Linked DNA regions of Mus musculus: region 1 is linked to region 2. A link is a contact called in public HiCAR-type data. All regions are on one chromosome and are shown on one strand. Each heading gives the region's core, a stretch centred on a gene start, on an enhancer-like site or on the middle of the called end of the contact. The rest is flanking DNA. Distances are from core to core; before and after follow the strand shown.

Region 1 (2,700 bases), core at 67-2,566, 980 kb before region 2:
GTGCTCCCCATGCACCCCTCCCCCACCTGTTTTTTCTTCCCCAAGTTAACTCCCACTTTTGGCTTTGCATGATATATACTTCATAGCCTTACTTGTGTCCGCATAAAATTCCATTGTGTAGATGTGCTGTTTTCTTTACTTACTCATTGGTTGAAGGTCTTGTTGGCTGGTTCCATGTCCTGGCTATTGTGAATACTGCAGCAGTATACATGGATGCCTGAGTGTCTCTGTAGTGTGTAAATGAGTTCTGCACATGTCCCCAGAAACAGTGTAGTTAGTTCCATTTGCAGAGCTTTTTGTTTGTTTGTTTGTTTGTGTTTTTGAGACAGCTCTATGTAGCTCTGGCTGCACTGGAACTAGCTCTGCAGACCAGGCTGGCCTTAGGCTCAGAGATCAGCTTTTCTCTGCCTTCTGAGTGTGGGAATTAAAGGTATGCATTACCATGCCTGGCTATTACTTGCAGATTTTTGAGGAATCTTCCCACTGATTTCCATAGCTTATTAAAAAGAATCAACTCCTGTTTTCCTCCCTCCCTCCCTCCCTCCCTCCCTCCCTCCCTCCCTCCCTCCCTCCCTCCCTCCCTCCCTCCCTTTCCTTCCTCTCTCTCTCTTCCTCCTTCCTCCATCCATCCCTTTCTTCCTTCCTTCTCTTTTATGTTTAGAGTTGTGTGCCCATCCCAGGTGCTTTAGGCAGCCAGTTGAAAATTTATTGTTTCAGCTGTTTGGCAATACACTATTAATTGTGGATTTTTAACAACAAAAATAACCAGACAAGCTGGTTTTCTTTTGAGCACTGGCAGACGTGGTTTCAATTTTTAATTCTAAGTAACGTACATGGCACACACACTTGCCAGAAAGGAAGAGTCTTTTCTGGAAGGCAGCATGCCATGTGGCCCATCTTGCTTTCTACTGAGTGCCTTTTGGAATTTATATTAAAAAAATGAGGAAGGAAGAAAAACAAATGAAAGTGGTTGCCAGGGCAACTTGCATCTTTGCGCAGTAGTGGTTTTTGTGTCACTGGATTTTCTGATGTTGAGTTTAGTGGCTAGTTGTAGAGTTTTTCTTTGGAAAATTGCCTAGTCTAAAGCCTGTATACACTTTAGAGCCTTCAGACCTTCTGCAGGCTCACACAGACCTCATTCAACCTATGTTGGCGATTGGGTATGAATGGTTGGTTACGTTGGAACATTTTTCTGTAGCTGTCTGTTCTTTAGTCTATTTGCTTTTGGCATCTGAGTTTGTAACCTTCCCTGAATTACTCCTGTATGACTTCTTGTCACAATCCCAAATCCCAGAGGCACTTGCTAACTCAGCCCAGATGCCAGGATGATTCATCCCAGCTGGATTGCCTGATCCTAATGAGTAAACAGTCATATGTGCAGTTAAAACAGAAGTCAAAATGATGAAATTAGTCTTCAGGCTGTACTTAGTAATGACAAGGTTTCCTTTTGTAAAACCCAAGAACCACTCATGCAGGTACTAGCAATAAGGGACAAGCCAATCATCTTGTTCTCCTGTCTTTCAGAATCTATAGGAGCTATAAGGTGCATCTGTGTTAGGGACTAAGAAGGCCACTAAAGGCTAGATGGTGAGAGAAACAAAGTGATGTCTTTCCTCAGAGAGCATTGTGAAAATTAAATTTTCAGCTTTAGTGACTGAACTTTCCGGTTTCTCTTTGTCTCTATAAAGACTGACTTTGCTTCCCATGCTTCAGGTTCTGTAGCACTCTGCCCTTGCTTCTGGAGTCTGGAGGTTTACCTATTTCCCTTGCCACACTATGAGGTGCTGGTGGTATGTGTTTAGAAATGCTACTAGGAGGTCAGCATGCTGTAGGTAGCTTGATGATGGCCATATTAAGAATTAAGGAATTTAACAAATACCCCAATCAAGGCTACTGCTGTTATTCCTCCTCCTCATTCTATGTTTCTTTCTTTTTCTTTGTCTTTCTGTCTGTCTGACTTTCTCTGTTTTTTTTTTTTTTTTCCATTTTTGAGATAGCTTACCAGTGTACAGGTCTTCAAAATGTTACTTTCTTTTTGGGTCTCTGGAACCTAACAATGACTGGCATCTGGTAGGTATACTATACTTATTTGAACAAACGAAGGGACTATGCTTAGTTTCCTGAAGGACAAAAATCAGAATAAAACCAACCAATCCATTCTTATATATAACGAAACAATCTCTCTCTCTCTCTCTCTCTCTCTCTCTCTCTCTCTCTCTCTCTCTCTCTCTCTCTCAATCTCTCTCTCTGTCTGTCTTTCTTTTACACACACACACACACACACACCTGTAGAGATTTGAAGTGATCCATTGAAAGGTCCTTACCTTCCCACCTGTCTTAGTCAGGGTTTTTATTCCTGCACAAACATCATGACCAAGAAGCAGGTTGGGGAGGAAAAGGTTTATTGAGCTTACACTTCCACGTTGCTGTTCATTACCAAAGGAAGTCAGGACTGGAACTCATGAAGGTCAGGAAGCAGGAGCTGATGCAGAAGCCATGGAGGGATTGGCTTGCTTCTCTTGGCTTGCTCTGCTTGCTTTCTTATACAACCCAAGACTACCAGCCCAGGGATGGTACCACTCACAATGGGCCCTCCCCACTTGATCACTAATTGAGAAAATGCCTTACAGTTGGAGCTCATGGAGGCCTTTCCTCACCTAAAGCTTCTTTATCTGTGATAACTCCAGCTTGTGTCAAGTT
Region 2 (2,700 bases), core at 84-2,583:
ATATATGTGTGTATTTTGTCTGCATATATATCTACGTACTACAGGCATGCCTAGTGTCCACGGAGGACAGCAGAGGGCACTGGATCTTCTGAAACTAGAGATTGAGTGGCCAGTTGTGAGTAGCTATGTGGATGCTGGGAACCTGAATCCTTTGGAAGAATAGCTGATGTTACTATTGAGCCATGTTTCCAGGCCCTGTGCTTTTCTTATGTTCCAAAAATATGTTTTTGTTATTTTAACTATATATGGGAATGCGCACATGTGTGCAGATGCCCTTGGAGGCAGGAGACATTAAATCTCTGGGTGCTAGAGTTACAGGAGATTGTGAGTCCAGAAATGTAGCTGCTGGGAACTGAACTCAGGTCTTCTGCAAGAGCAGTATGTATTCTTAACCATGTCTCCAGCTTCCATAATGCTTTCTCCAGTGTTTCTTCTCTAAGGTCAGTTTTCAAAAGCATGAATGATTATCTCAAGGTAAAGATAACAACTTCAGACATGTGGTACTTCAGCTCTAACTGGGGAATGGGAAAACATGATTTTTCTCTGTGGTAGTTGAATTAAAATGGACTCCATAGGCTCATATATTTGAATGCTTGGTCCCCAGTGAGTGAAACTATTTGGGAAGGACTGGGAATGTGTCCTTGTTGAAGGAGGAGTGCCATGGGGGCTGGGCTTTGAGATTTCAATAGCTTGTGTTATTCCCAATTTGCACACTCTCTTTGCCTCAAGCATGTGGGAAAAAAAATGTTAAGTTCTCAGCTACTATCCTGTGCCATGTGTTCCTGCCTGTTCCTATGCTCCCCACTATGATGGTCACAGACTCATCCTCTGAAACTTTAAGTGCCCATTAAATGCGTTCTTCTCTAAGTTGCCATGGTCATACTATACTGTCTCTCTTCATAGCAGTGGAAAAATGACTAAGCTGGTAACTTAACTTCTCTGAGCCTCTGTCCTCCTCAGCTGCTCAAGCCCTCCTGGTCCAGTCCTTTCCCCCAATGTCCGCCACCAGGTCTGCAAAGACAAATACTATTTGCCAGGTCTTCTTCAGCTTTGGCTCAAGGCTACTTCAAATTCAGTCTCCCAAAGAGCCACCTTCTTTTATCCTCTACATTTTCTGGGCTTTAGTCCTTGGTTGTCCCTGGAAGAGTCTTTTGTTTTAAAAAAAAAAAAAAAAACAAAAAAAAAAAAACAAAAAAAAAAACAGCCCTGAAGTTCCCAGGGGCTGAGGGTTAATGCAGGTCTCTTAGAGCCGGATGTGCATAATCAGACTCAGACAGCAGCTGCTGAGCTGGAGCTAATCCTTAGAGGACTGCTCAGCCCTCCTTGTTCTCTGGAAGTGAGATTGCCTGTCACCAGGCCTGCTCCAGCTGCTGGCCTGTATGTTTTCAGGACACTGCAAACAACATCCTCTGTGAACTCCACTCTCAAAATGCCAACAGATTTCTGTTTTGCTTTATCAAGCTGCCTCTCCAGATTCAAGGACTTCAAACAGAAGTCTGGTTGGGGTCCATACACTAAATATCATATATAAATGATGTGGGGGTGGGAAAGGTACCTAGAGAGCCGTGGATGTGAACGTCTGTTAACAGACCTCTTACTGTGCCTGTGTTCACATGGACAGGCAGTATTCTACACAACATTAAAGGTGAGTGAAGCATCCAAAGTCACCACTAAATATATAGCTCAGACACTACTTCCTAACCCCAATGGAATGTCCCCCTGACACTGTAATGCCTCTCCAATCCAATCCCATGGTACGCAAGAATAAAAATGATTTGGTTTTGTTCTCTTGGAAATATAACTAACAACTTAGCTTTAGCGAAAATGTTTTCTTCTTGTAGGTTTGGGAGAAGGATTTGCAGGATGCATTTTAAAAATAAGGTCATCATTACAAAGTTTTCTTGGCTGGATTCTTAGATCAACTATAATTAGCACAACTCACCGTGTGCCAGGAAGTCTCTCGAGAAAATAAAAGTTTGCTTGAGAACCAGTCAGTTCTAGGTAACAACTATGTACTAAATTTGTCAAATTAGGGGCCAGCATAACTCATGAGAGACTACGTGTTTGTTCGTATAGTTAATATTATATTACTGCTTCTAGCATACAAACAATTCAAACTCCATTATGATTTTAAAATATTTTTCCATGTTAAGCATAAATTTAGACAATTTGGTGACCGAGACTCCTGAAGCAAAAGTGTTATCTTTAATGATTCAATGGAATTAGATTCTTATTTAGTTGTAAATATTTGAAGAGTTCCCAGATCTCTATACAAATTACATTTTAAGTATTTATTTTTATTACGTTTTCTTTATATGCATGCACCTGTGTGAATGTGTGCTACCCGTGCATAGGTTCTAGAGTGGGAATTACAGGTAGCTGTGAGAGCTGTTGTGAGTGTGGAGAGCCAAGCTCAGAGAAGACATGCACACTCTTAATGGCTGAGCCACCTCTTCATCTGAAGCTTCAGCCCTTTTCAATTGCACATTCTTTGTTAGACGTTCACACTAATGAATACATAGAATTTTGAAATCTTTTGAGAAGCGCCTTGAGACTTAAGAATCCATATTAAATAAATTCCAGTCATAAATTATATTTTAGAATTTGAAGACTTCATTAAAGACAGTGAGGAGGGAAAAATAGATTTGCAAATCTACTAGACAGTTATCTGGAGAATGGGAAAAGTTGCTCTTATCACAC

The links. HiCAR-type assays count read pairs that join an accessible place to other places.
Region 1: a contact with region 2 is called in a HiCAR-type map of fibro-adipogenic progenitors, with 11 times the contacts expected there. The contact joins two enhancer-like sites. A contact is called at or near these places in 1 of 15 datasets of contacts at CTCF or cohesin (the NIH/3T3 cell line) and 2 of 115 datasets of contacts at active chromatin or transcription factors (embryonic fibroblasts and fibro-adipogenic progenitors).

Annotation. Positions count from the first base shown.
Region 1 is chr15:33,922,892-33,925,591 of GRCm38.p6, reverse strand. No RefSeq gene overlaps it. Among named protein-coding and RNA genes, the nearest start is that of Gm41290, 110 kb to the left of the region's middle. Within about 2 kb of position 1,316, at least 60 of the 459 cell types and tissues checked have an H3K27ac peak or open chromatin away from gene starts, as enhancers often do. A contact at or near this core is called in fibro-adipogenic progenitors, where this site is marked.
Region 2 is chr15:32,942,819-32,945,518 of GRCm38.p6, reverse strand. The region is part of intron 1 of Sdc2 (syndecan 2); the gene reads right to left. Among named protein-coding and RNA genes, the nearest start is that of Sdc2, 23 kb to the right of the region's middle. Within about 2 kb of position 1,333, at least 42 of the 459 cell types and tissues checked have an H3K27ac peak or open chromatin away from gene starts, as enhancers often do. A contact at or near this core is called in fibro-adipogenic progenitors, where this site is marked.